Linked DNA regions of Mus musculus: regions 2, 3 and 4 are each linked to region 1. The links are chromatin contacts, called in public Hi-C and promoter capture Hi-C maps. All regions are on one chromosome and are shown on one strand. Each heading gives the region's core, a stretch centred on a gene start, on an enhancer-like site or on the middle of the called end of the contact. The rest is flanking DNA. Distances are from core to core; before and after follow the strand shown.

Region 1 (3,066 bases), core at 506-3,005:
GGTGGTTAGTTTTGATTGATGACTCGGCACACTGTATAATCACCTGGGAAAAGAATCTTACTGAGGGATTGTCTAGATCCTGGTGACTGGTCAGCATGCAAGTAACATTATCTCAATCATGTTCTTTGCAATAGGAATACCTGCTCATTATAGGAGGCATCATTCCCTAGGAAGGGGGCTTCTGGATTGTATAAGAATGGAGAGAGTAAGTGAAGGTTAGTAGGCAAGCATGTGTCCTTTGAACTCTGCTCCTGATTATGGATGGGATGCAATCAGCTCTCTTAAACATCTGACTCTGTAGTTTCCCACCTATGATTGATTATAAGCTGGGATTGTGACCCATAGTAAAATCTTTCTTCACTAAGTTGCTTATGTAAGGATACTTTATCACAGCAATAGAAAGGGAACTAAGATACTTGGGTATTGAGGTACTGTGCCCACATAGCAACTATAGGAATGAGTGGGCAATGCCACTCCATATGATAGTGAGACATTCTTCATTTCACTCCCAAGTACCAATAAGGTACCTCCTTGTTCCACATAGTCTCCAGTTAGAAGCATGTGTGCTTGTTCCTTAGTCAATGGCACAAGGACAGTGGATGGTCACAGGGACTGTGAAGAATGGGCTCAGTCTCTGTTCCTTACTGCAGTTCCTACAACTAAGTCCCTACAGGTGCTGTGCTCTGACCCAGCAGCCTGGCACAGCTGTTCTACTCTAATTCTTAGCACATTCATCAAGAACGTGCATGGGAGATGCCCCTCATCATAGGCAGAAAACTGCTATAGAGCTGAGGTGGAGGAAGCCTGCAGTGTGGCCCAGAGCACAGGCCTGAAGTCCTCTGGGTCTAGAACTTACATGGCCGGCTGTGAGGTCCCATCTCTCACACCACTCCATGGCTCAGGGTCCTCAGGAGGTGCAAAGCGCAGTAGTCCTACAGGAGGCTTGGCAAAGGGGATTCCCAGGAAGGCATGGACACCAGATTTAGTGTCCTTCACGTGGACAAAGCTGCCTCTCACCTGACCCCTGTGGGTGTTCCTGATGGGGCTGGCTGAGTCCTGGCCTGTAAGTGGAGAGATGCCATCAGCTGTCACCACACTTGGGACTTTCTACCTCATCATCACCATGGTACATGGGGAAGGTAACCTGGGTCATCTCAGTTCAGTAGTAGGATGAGGAGATGAGGGCTTCTAGATTCCCTAGGGACAGACACCTTGTCCACTGACCCTCTTCCAAACTGTCAGGACTCTTCCCTAGTCAACAAAGTGACAGGCTTAGAGCCACTTGGCATTAGGAAGGAATTATTATCATTATCAATGTTGTAGGATTTCTAGCCACAAGCACACACAGAGGAGGGACATGTCCTGCTTGTTGTTCTGTCCCGGTTGTCTCCTCAGTATGTGCTAACCTCAGACATCTCTGATGCCCCCCCCCCGCCCCATGTGCCCTGGTGGGACATTACAAAGCACACATTCCCCACACTGTCACCTGTCATTCTCCACCAGCTCCTTTTCCCTTCCTGGTGCCTTCCATCCCACAAGCTCAGCCTCTGACTTTGCCGAACTGGGGCAGTTCTGACCCAAGTCCCCTGTGCTCATTTAGATAGTCTTACCATGCACATGCTGGAGGAGAAGCAGGAGCCCACAGGCAACAACACACAGCCAACCAGGAAGTCTAGCCAATGGCATGGTTGAATCTCAGGCCTAAACCTGTGCTGCTGCACATGAGAGTGTCACAGCAGGAAACAAAAACAGATCGGCCTGGTCCAAGCAGGAATTTGTACTTTTAGGGGTGTAGGTGTGGACATTTGATTGGATGGGGCAAAGTTCTTATTGCAGAAAAACTGATAAGGCAGAAGCCACAGGGAGACAAGAGCCAACAAGCAGGCAAAGCCACCTCTGCAGTTTCTCTTCCTTCCCTGGCCTCTTGGACAGACACAGCAGGGCATCTGAAGTCCTTCTGCAATGCCAGGATCCCTGACCTCCAATATGGAATCATGATTCCTGACTCTCTTCCTCACCATCCCAATGTAGGTGTTGGTATGAAGATCAGGGAGCAGAAAGCTGCAACAGGAGAAGCCACAGGGCTCTTGTCAATAGGTACACAGTCAGGATACTTCCTGTTGTGGAAGATTGACATTACAAGAATCATCATTTTAGTCATGTCCTGGGATTGGCCTTCAAGTTACTCTATGAATCCTGCAAAAGTTAGCACCCTGGGAAGATAAAGGTTTGTCATATTTAGGGTGCCTGGGAACGTGGGGATTAGAGGAGAGAACCCCGTAATGACAGAGAGAAACTGCTTAGGAGACACAGAGGCAGATGGAGCAACATTCATCTCCATTGTATGATGGCATAAGTATATAATGTTTTTAATAGAGGGCCCAGAGAAGATTTAGGGACATCAATAAATTAATAATATGGAATCTGAAGGTGAGTGATTGTGTCACAAGCAACCAAAGGATCTCAGAGGGCCTGTAAAAGTTAGAAATAAGTGTCTGTGCAAGGGCAGGCACTCAGGGAGACAGGGATAGGATGCTCTTCTGAACATATCTGGACCTTCTAATGTTTCCATTCTGTTGCCAAGACACACCTCACAGTCAAACATATTCACAGATGTTCTGAGCACATGAACATGAACCTCACAGTATCTCCAGGCTTTGAGGGCTGGAAAGAAACTTCAGCAGAGCCCCACAGAGAGAGAGACAGACCGACAGACAGACAGACAGACAGACAGACAGACAGACAGACAGACATATAGACAGAGAGATACACACAGGCACAAGCACTCCAAACACACACATACACAGATCCACACATATACACAGACTCACACACAGACACAAACACACAGCCATAGCCACAGACACACATACAGAATACATACACATGGCACCAGTCACTGATGCCTGACCATTCTTGTAACAGACAACAAATACTGAAATGGTTCTGCTTAGAGCCCAGCTATGCCCACAAAGCTTTCTCTTCTAAGAAAGAAAAAGCTATGAAATTCTGTGTGGTCAGGCAAAATGCCCATCTGGCTGTAAGCTAAAAAGCCATATTCTAGAA
Region 2 (2,886 bases), core at 343-2,842, 270 kb before region 1:
GAAACAACTAGATGTATTATGGCAAATAACTCAGCTGGGATGTGAACAAAAGTTTCCGGGATTGTGTGTTACTTCCATTCAGTATGTTAAATTTACTAGGGCAGCTAATTTGTCAAAAAGTCTTTTTCAGTATATGTTACAGAATTGGATGGCTGAATTTGAACAGATCCCTTCGGGAATTGAGACTTCAGGTCAACTCCACCCGCTTGGACCTGTCCCTGACCAAAGGATTACCCAATTGGATCTCCTCAGCATTTTCTTTCTTTAAAAAATGGGTGGGATTAATATTATTTGGAGATACACTTTGCTGTGGATTAGTGTTGCTTCTTTGATTGGTCTGTAAGCTTAAGGCCTAAACTAGGAGAGACAAGGTGGTTATTGCCCAGGCGCTTGCAGGACTAGAACATGGAGCTCCCCCTGATATATGATATATCTATGCTTAGGCAATAGGTCGCTGGCCACTCAGCTCTTATATCCCATGAGGCTAGACTCATTGCACGGGATAGAGTGAGTGTGCTTCAGCAGCCCGAGAGAGTTGCAAGGCTAAGCACTGCAATGGAAAGGCTCTGCGGCATATATGAGCCTATTCTAGGGAGACATGTCATCTTTCATGAAGGTTCAGTGTCCTAGTTCCCTTCCCCCAGGCAAAACGACACGGGAGCAGGTCAGGGTTGCTCTGGGTAAAAGCCTGTGAGCCTAAGAGCTAATCCTGTACATGGCTCCTTTACCTACACACTGGGGATTTGACCTCTATCTCCACTCTCATTAATATGGGTGGCCTATTTGCTCTTATTAAAAGAAAAAGGGGGAGATGTTGGGAGCCGCGCCCACATTCGCCGTTACAAGATGGCGCTGACAGCTGTGTTCTAAGTGGTAAACAAATAATCTGCGCATGTGCCAAGGGTATCTTATGACTACTTGTGCTCTGCCTTCCCCGTGACGTCAACTCGGCCGATGGGCTGCAGCCAATCAAGGAGTGACACGTCCGAGGCGAAGGAGAATTCTCCTTAAAAAGGGACGGGGTTTCGTTTTCTCTCTCTCTTGCTTCTCTCTCTTGCTTCGCTCTCTCTTGCTTCTTGCTCTCTTGCTGCTTACACTCTGGCTCCTGAAGATGTAAGAATAAAGCTTTGCCGCAGAAGATTCTGGTCTGTGGTGTTCTTCCTGGCCGGTCGTGAGAACGCGTCTAATAACAATAGGGAATGTCCTGACTCGTCATCTTGAGTCTGTCTGGCCTTGTTAATCTGCCACTCCTCAAAACCCCCTCCTTTTCAGTTCCATCCTTGAAGGCGAGCATCTTCAGGTAGCCACTATGCTTTTAGCTTTAGGCGGCCCACCTTGACACTTGCAGAGTATCACACAAGTAAGCAATGGGCTTCACCATTTCAGCCTTGCCATTTCCTTGCCCATCCTTGGCCATTTCCTCCCTTACTCTCCCTTAGTCTCTTCACAGTTTGGCAGCTCTGACATAATTCCCTTCACTCCCCTGAGAGCCTCACCCTGGACCCGGAGGAGAAGCAGGAGCCCACAGGTCGCGGTGGTTAGCCGAGCATGAATTTGTTCCAGTCTCATGGTTGGTACACAGGCGTGTTTCTGAACTTCTGTAGGGCAGGTCAGGCTTTACCAGAAGGCAACTGAGGATTGGAGCTGGAGTTTGGACCCTGCAGAGTGTGGGCAGGGCTCTGGGTGGGGCCTGGCAGGGTGGGTACTGCAGGAGAACGACTCTGAGCAGACTGGGCTTGTGAAAGCCAAAATCAGCAGACAGGGATTATAGACACCTCCACACTTCCTGTGTTTCTTTTGACCTCCTCTGAAGGTGCTATGTGGCGTCTACAGCCCCTTAAACACAGGGACCTGCACCTGCAACTTGCAACCACTAAGTGTAAGGACATGACAGTCACAGGTGGAAGGAAGGTGTCAGGGATGAGAAGACAGAGCAGAAAGCTGATGCTAGAGAAATCGAAGGGCTTCTCTGAAGAGACACACCATAGTGACCCACATTAGAGAATGGCCACACCTATTGTGGGGCGAAGGGAGCTGGGAGGGCAAATACAAGGCAGCTACGACGGTTCCTTCAATCCTGAAAACTTCTCGTTCGTTTCTGGATTCATGATTTACTTGTTTCTCCTGCCCTGGTCCCTTAATCCCCATAGTCATGGTGTGAAAATCTGCATGGACTCTTCCTTGGTCTCAGGGACATTTCTGTATGTGTGCATGCATGCACACACACACACACACACACACACACACACAGAGAGAGAGAGAGAGAGGGAGAGAGAGAGAGAGACAGAGACAGAGACAGAGAGAGACAGAGAGACAGAGAGAGACAGAGACAGAGAGACACAGAGAGAGAAATAAAATAAAATAAAATAAAATAATAAATAAAAAAAAGGAGTCTAAAGGCAATGTTGACTAGTGTGAATAGTCCCAGAACTTGGGAAGTGGAGGCAGGTGAATCCTGAGTTTGGTTAAATCATAGTTACACAGGAAGGCTGAGTGTCAACAGACAAAATCCAAACAAGCAAAATCATAGTAACAACAATAACAGTAAAAGCAACAATAATAAACAAATAAATAAATAATAAATGAAAGTCCAGGTGAATATCTGCAATCGAATATCAGTGCATGCCCACCCCTAGTAATTCTTCTAGCTAGGCCCTACCTCGTAAAGAATCCAGCGGTCAAACTATTCCCCTAGCTATATGAATATTTTGTTCAAAAGAAACTACCATTTTGTTTTCAGATTATTTAATCTTAGGGAAAAGTTAAATTCAAGGTCCCAGGCCTTAGGGGAGCTGGGGACTTCCCTATAGCTCAACGGCTTCTGTTGAAAACAGTTGTCTAAGTACAGCCATCTCAATGACAACTTCTCCATCTTGCTGGCAGGTT
Region 3 (3,022 bases), core at 463-2,962, 310 kb before region 1:
CCCCTGCAGTGATCTCAGTGGGGCTGTAGATGTTGAGGGTCAGGCAGTCCTCAGAAATGGGGAAGATTTTCATCTTTTCATTGAGGGTGAATCTGCTGTTGCTCATTCTCTCTACATCCTGAAGGCACCTGTAGCCAATGGAAATCCCAGGGCCAGCCCTCAGCTCCACATACTCTGCCATACAGCAATTTTCACCACCCTGCCCACTTTCCACCTCCTGCAGGGGTACTCACATTGGGGGATTGATGCTGGCATCTCTCACACCTTCCCAGGGCTGTGGTGGGAGTGGAGCTGAGAACCGAAGAGGTCCCAGTGGTGCTTGAGCAAAGGGGATGCCCAGGAAGACATTTACCATGCGGTCTGTGTCCTTCACACCCACCTGCCGGCCTCGAACACGACCCAGGGGGGTATCCACTTCAGGCTGAGTGACTTTGGGTCCTGAGAAAGGGAGAGAAGGGTCATTGGGTGCTGAGTTTACAGTCTCCATGAAGGGGTGGGGGAAATAATGGACTTTTAAAATGAAGGAAGACTTGCTCCTCCAGCATCTATTTGTTGGGTTCTATTCTGAATACTCTCCACCCAGCATTATGGCTAGGCTCTTCAACAAGTGGCTACCTTCATGATTCTTATTTTTTTGTTTTTTGAGACAGGTTCAGCCTGGCCTTGAAAGTGCCTGATGGAGGAGACTGTCCTTTATCCCCTGATCCTCCTGCCTCTACCTTCTCAGTGCAAGAAATACAAGTGTGTGGCTAGCAGGCTTGGCTCCTCTCTCCATGATTATCCCTGACTTCCTCTACCTTACCTTGTGTCCCAATCTCTAGTCTGAATCAGACTTGCTCCCAGCTTGAACCTCAGTTACTCACATGTTAACTAAGGTGTGGTAGTCAACCAATCTGCTTAGCCTGCATTGCTTATTCTTGCCCACTTGTGAAAGCAAGAAGAGGAGGAGGAGCAGGAGTATGGAGCAGGAGGAGGAGGATGTGGAGGAGGATGAGTAGGTCGAGGTGGATGATGACGATGAAGCCAAAGTCGAAGCCGAAGAAGAAGAAGAAGAGGAAGAGGAAGAGGAAGAGGAAGAAGCAGAAGCAGAAGCAGAAGCAGAAGCAGAAGCAGAAGCAGAAGAAGAAGAAGAAGAAGAAGAAGAAGAAGAAGAAGAAGAAGAAGAAGAAGAAGAAGAAGAAGAGAGTATTCTCTCCCCATTTCCCACTACTTGTTCAGTCATCTTGTGCCTCCCCTCTATGTCCTCATGGGGTTATTTGTATCCCCAATTTTTCAGTGATCTGTAAGTAGGCTTCATTTATGACATTCTTTTTCATTTTACCATGACTGATTAAAACATAAAGGTAAGAGTGAGGATATAGCTTAGTGTTGGAGCTTTCTTCATATGTTAAACTCCTGAGTTCAGTCTTTAAAAAAAATAGATCATTCAGATAATAATGACTCTGCCCAGTCGGGATATACCACACCTGTACTCTTCTATTTTGGGCACCTTCTCAGAGAAGGGTGTTCACTCTTACTGCCTCACTCCAGTCTCCTCCTTCCTCAGGTTTGCCACAGAGCCAGAAACCCCACTTCACTCGTTCAGGGAGTATGTCTTACCAATGACAGTGGTAGGAAATATCAGGAGCAGACAGGCCATCCAGACTCGGACACTGGACCCAGCTTGTGCCGTTGTCTCCATATTTGTCATAATGGACTGTGGACAAAGCTGTGGAAAGCTGGAGAGGACTTGCCTTTTATTGAACCTCTTATCTTGTGAAAATTAACTTGGTCTGCCCTGATTGGTTGGAGGCCAGCTCTGAAATTGTGTATTCTTATTTTTTTTGTTTTTGAGACAGGTTCAGCCTGGCCTTGAAAGTGCCTGATGGAGGAGACTGTCCTTTATCCCCTGATCCTCCTGCCTCTACTTTCTCAGTGCAAGAAATACAAGTGTGTTCTGCCTGCTCTCAGATCAGCAGTGTCTTCTGGAGAGGTCTGATGATTTAACACCCTCTCCTCACACCATCTTCCCTCCTCCATAGATAATTTTCAACTCTTGCTTGCCATGGTGCTTCACTCTTAGGACTGTAGCTGCACTGCATGTTAGATAGACTCTGAGCTTGGTTAATGAAGGGAGGAAACTGTGAGAGAGGCCGAGGAGGGGGGTGGGGAAAGGGAGCAGGTGTGTGAAGGGGTGAGGGAGAGGGCTGGGCATGAGAATGGAAATATGTTGGGGCATTCTGGGACTAGTTTGAGAACTGGGAATGGGTGAGGAGGATCCTGGGAGTCTATGGGGGTGACCCTAGCTGAGACTCTGAGCATCTGCGGATATGGAGACTGAAGTGGCCACTTCCTGTAGCCAGGCAGGATTTCTAGTGAAGGGACACAATTTGTCCCACTTATGAGATGCTCAGGAATAAAGATGGAACAGAGATGGCCCAATGACTGGCCCAAGTCAAGATAAGGTCCTATTCTCTGAAGGAGGACAGAGCAAGCAGAAAAGAGCAATCATTCCAAGAAAGACTGAAGCCCAGAAGCACGGAGACATCTCTAAGTCTCTAAGCCCAGCATCCACATATCTGTGATGAGGGATGTCCCAAGGCCTACTGCATTGCTGTTACATGTTAGCATTTTTCATAGACTTATATATTGGGGTCTGCAACTTTTCAAGCCTAGGAAGCATCTTGCTGTTTCCCCGACCTTTATAAGGTCCTCAAGTAACCATTCTGGTTCCATTTAGGCATTACCCCATTGGGAGACCCCCGGAAGCAACTCTGAACCTGCAGCAAACTTCTGTCAAAATCTAACAAGCTTCAAGACCCCTTATTTGTATTCTGAATGCACATAGTCCTGGTACCTTATGCCCACAATGAAGGTATGCTGAGGGTGGAAGTGTGGCCTAAGCCTGCTGGATCACAACCACAGAAACTGCTCAGTGTGTCACGAGGAGGTTGGGAGCTGGAGGTGAACTTGTAGAAGGAATCCCAGCCTGGTCTTTAAAATAGAGAATAGTCTTTTGACTATTATTGTAGGAGGGGCATCC
Region 4 (3,078 bases), core at 531-3,030, 290 kb before region 1:
TACATACAGCATACATACATATACATGTGTGTTTGTGTGCTATCCATTCTTTTGGTTTGAATTTGAATGTCCCTGTAAAGTTTTGAAAATATGTTTTGAACACTTGGCCTCCAGCTTGGGACCCAATTTTGAAGGCTATGGATCCCTTACAAGGTAAAGTGTGGTTGGCACATGTCCTTTTCCAGGGCCAGGCTGTGCTGGATGCTTTTATGTCAACGTGACACAAGTTAAAGTCAACTGGAATTGAGGAAATCTTAATTGAGAAAATATTTCTGTAAGATCCAGTTGTAGGGCATTTTTTTAATAAGTGATTGAAGCGGGAGGGCCTAGCCCATGACAAGTGGCCCTGGGTTTTTTTGAGAGAGCAAACTGAGCAAGCCAGGAAGCAGCATCCCTCCATGGTCTCTGCATCAGCCCTTTTAGTTTCCTCCAGGTTCCTGCCCTTTTAGAGTTTCTGCTGTGACTTCCTTCAGTGATGAAATATGATGTGGAAGCAGAATACACCCCTTCTCCCTAAGTTGTTTTGGTTATGTTTTATCATCATAGCAATGGAAACCCTAACTAAGGCACTGGTCTTTGAAAGTTGTACCTACCTCAGGTTCTGTTCTGGCTCCCTCTGCTGTCTGATCTGCTGCCAAGTGAGGGCTTGTCATCATATGCTCCTGCTGCCATGCACGGAGCACCTTGTCTTTCATGCCAGAGTGGAATGGAAGGCTTCCAAAGCATGAGAAAAGTGAAAATCACTTCTCTTAAAGTGGTACTACAGTAACATATTAACTATGTCTATCCCTGTGTCTGTCTCAGTCTCAGTATCTCTCTCTAGAAGCAGACACTATAAAATCTAGGGAAACATCTACAACCAGAAGCACCTACCCGTCCAATGCAATAATATTTCAGGCTCACTACTTTAAGGATTTGCGAGGATACAAAGCAACTGGCATCTTTGATACACGGGTGGTGTGAGATGGTCATTTGGAGGTGATTCAACATTTTCTTTTCTTTCCTTCATCTCTTCCCTGCCCCCGCCCCATTTTATGTGTTTCTAATTCTGGGGATTGGACCTAAGGTCTTCCACATGCTAGCCAAGTGCTCCGACATGAGCTCTAATTTTAACACCGTTCTCTCTTTTGTTTGCTTTTGTTTTGACACAGGGTCTCGTTAAGTATATCAGATGGTTTGTAGTTTGTTCTGTAGCTCAGGCAGGTCTTAACTTGCAATCTTTTTTTTTTTGCCTCAGACCTCTGAGTAGTTGGGATTACAGGCCTATGCCACCTAATTTGGCTTTATATTTGGCTTTGGTGGTGCTGTGATTGAATCCAGGGCTTTGTACATACTAGGCAAGCTCTCTACCATGGAGCTGAGAGCTAGCCCTGAAATTTTTCTAAAGGTTCAACAAGTTTTCCACAGGACTCAGCGCTTCAGCTCCAGGTCTGGACTCTAAAATTGAAAGCATGTGATTATGTAAAGCCATGTGTGTAAATATTCGTAAAGCTTTATTAAAAGTAGCCAAACATGTTAACACATATGCAGGCAAAATACTCATATACATGAAGTAATTAAGTCTTAAAAAGTAGCCAAATCTGGGGGAGAGGGGGGTAGAGTAAAGCTTTCTGAACAAGCATGGGTATCTAGGTTTGGATCCATTGCACCCATATAAAAGCCAGACATAAGCCAGGCATGGGCAGGAACATGTAACTGCAGTGGGGAGAAATGGGGACAGGCAGAGCCTGGTCTAATGTGATAGTCAGCTTAGGTAAATCTGTAAGACCAAGGTTCAGCCAGAGATCCTAGCTCAAAGAGTAAGTGGAGTAATAATTGAGAGAGACATCCTAACATCAACCTTTGGTCTTAACTCATGCCTGCAATAGCTAGTACACACGCTCATGCCTACATGGGGGTGGGGTGGTAGAGGTGGCAGGATGGGTGGGGGTTAGTCAAACAAGAGAGGGATGGAGGTGTGGGTAGGGGGAAAAAGAATATTTAGGGACAATGATGCGGTGTTACTCACATGAATTCCTTCACAAATGAGAGATGGTCAGATGGTCCACAGGTTGCAGAGGGACTATGAAGGGCATGAAGGTACCTCTCTGATGAATAGGCCCCCATAGGGTCAGGGGGTGGAAACTTCTGCTCCTTGGTATGTCTGGATCTTCCGTTTCTCACCACAATCCCACATCCAAGGAGGGTCTCACAGATGACCCTTTTTTGGAGATGTGCAATTGTCAAGTATCTGCACAGCGTCTCATAGTGTCTGCAGACCAAGCCACACTGGTGTAACGGCAAAAGACAGGACACGAGAAACCTGCCTGGGCCTTCTCCACACTTACCTGCAGAGTAGTTCAGGAATCAGCATCCTGTGTGCATACCTAATGCTGCGTCTCACAAAAATGAATCCAATCACCACTTTGGACAGAAATAGAAGGGGATAGGTTTTCGTATTTATTTATTTGGAGCCAGTGTTTGATATGTCACCAGGCTGACCTGGGATGGAGATCTTCCTGTCTAGCTTCCTTAGTGGAAGGGTTACAGTTGCAGAAATGTGCCACACTGAAAATGGAGGGTATCTTGATTTAAGTGCCAATGATAGATGACATTCAACCTTCAGGGACCATAGAGAAGGCCATATATTTCCCATAATTAGTTCCCATTACTATGTGCAAACGCAATCTACATTATTTTGGCATTAAGAGGTATGTCTTAGTTAGGGTTACTATTGGTGCGACAAAATACCATGACCAAAGCAACTTGGGGAGGAAAGGGTTTATTTGGCTTACACGTCCACAGCACTGTTTATCACTGAAGGATGTCAGGGCAAGAACTCAAAGAGGACAGGAATTTGGAGGCCTCTGGAGCTGATGCAGAGTCCATGGAGGGGTGCTGCTGACTTGTTTGCTCTTCATGGCTTGCTCAACTTCCTTTCTTATAGAATCCAGGACCACCAGCTCAAAGGTGGCACCACCTGCCACGGGCTGGGCCTTCCCCCATCAATCACTATTTAAGAAAATACCCTCCAGCAGAATCTTCCGGAGGCATTTTCTCAATAGAGATTCCCTCCTTTTAGGTAACTCCTAGCTTGTG

The links. Promoter capture Hi-C pulls out the DNA fragments that hold promoters and counts their contacts. Hi-C and Micro-C count contacts between places; a contact is called where the count stands out from the background.
Region 2: a contact with region 1 is called in a promoter capture Hi-C map of embryonic stem cells, with 3 times the contacts expected there. The contact joins the promoter of Ces2h here to the promoter of Ces2a in region 1. A contact is called at or near these places in 3 of 39 promoter capture datasets (embryonic stem cells, hippocampal neurons and liver), 1 of 484 Hi-C or Micro-C datasets (liver) and 3 of 9 other capture datasets (adipose tissue, embryonic stem cells and liver).
Region 3: a promoter capture Hi-C map of liver shows a contact between it and region 1, with 9 times the contacts expected there. The contact joins the promoter of Ces3a here to the promoter of Ces2a in region 1. A contact is called at or near these places in 17 of 39 promoter capture datasets (the 3T3-L1 cell line, the HPC-7 cell line, cranial neural crest and 8 more), 4 of 484 Hi-C or Micro-C datasets (liver and nephron progenitors), 2 of 115 datasets of contacts at active chromatin or transcription factors (hepatocytes and liver) and 2 of 9 other capture datasets (adipose tissue and liver).
Region 4: a Hi-C map of liver shows a contact between it and region 1, with 2.7 times the contacts expected there. The contact joins the enhancer-like site here to the promoter of Ces2a in region 1. A contact is called at or near these places in 10 of 39 promoter capture datasets (the C10 cell line, cranial neural crest, embryonic stem cells and 5 more), 1 of 15 datasets of contacts at CTCF or cohesin (pro-B cells), 10 of 484 Hi-C or Micro-C datasets (the Ba/F3 cell line, the G1E-ER4 cell line, adipose-derived mesenchymal stem cells and 4 more), 1 of 115 datasets of contacts at active chromatin or transcription factors (hepatocytes) and 4 of 9 other capture datasets (adipose tissue, liver, macrophages and 1 more).

What each region holds. Positions count from the first base shown.
Region 1 is chr8:104,732,692-104,735,757 of GRCm38.p6, reverse strand. Ces2a (carboxylesterase 2A) reads right to left here and starts at 1,755. Exons shown (of 12, transcript NM_133960.5): 1 at 1,611-1,755; 2 at 857-1,061. The coding sequence starts at 1,686.
Region 2 is chr8:104,999,536-105,002,421 of GRCm38.p6, reverse strand. It overlaps Ces2h (carboxylesterase 2H), which reads right to left and starts at 1,592. Exons shown (of 12, transcript NM_001272045.2): 1 at 1,497-1,592. The coding sequence starts at 1,569.
Region 3 is chr8:105,047,289-105,050,310 of GRCm38.p6, reverse strand. Ces3a (carboxylesterase 3A) reads right to left here and starts at 1,712. Exons shown (of 13, transcript NM_198672.1): 1 at 1,600-1,712; 2 at 234-438; 3 at 1-128. The coding sequence starts at 1,690.
Region 4 is chr8:105,020,848-105,023,925 of GRCm38.p6, reverse strand. No RefSeq gene overlaps it. Among named protein-coding and RNA genes, the nearest start is that of Ces2h, 22 kb to the right of the region's middle. Within about 2 kb of position 1,780, at least 3 of the 459 cell types and tissues checked have an H3K27ac peak or open chromatin away from gene starts, as enhancers often do. A contact at or near this core is called in hepatocytes and liver, where this site is marked.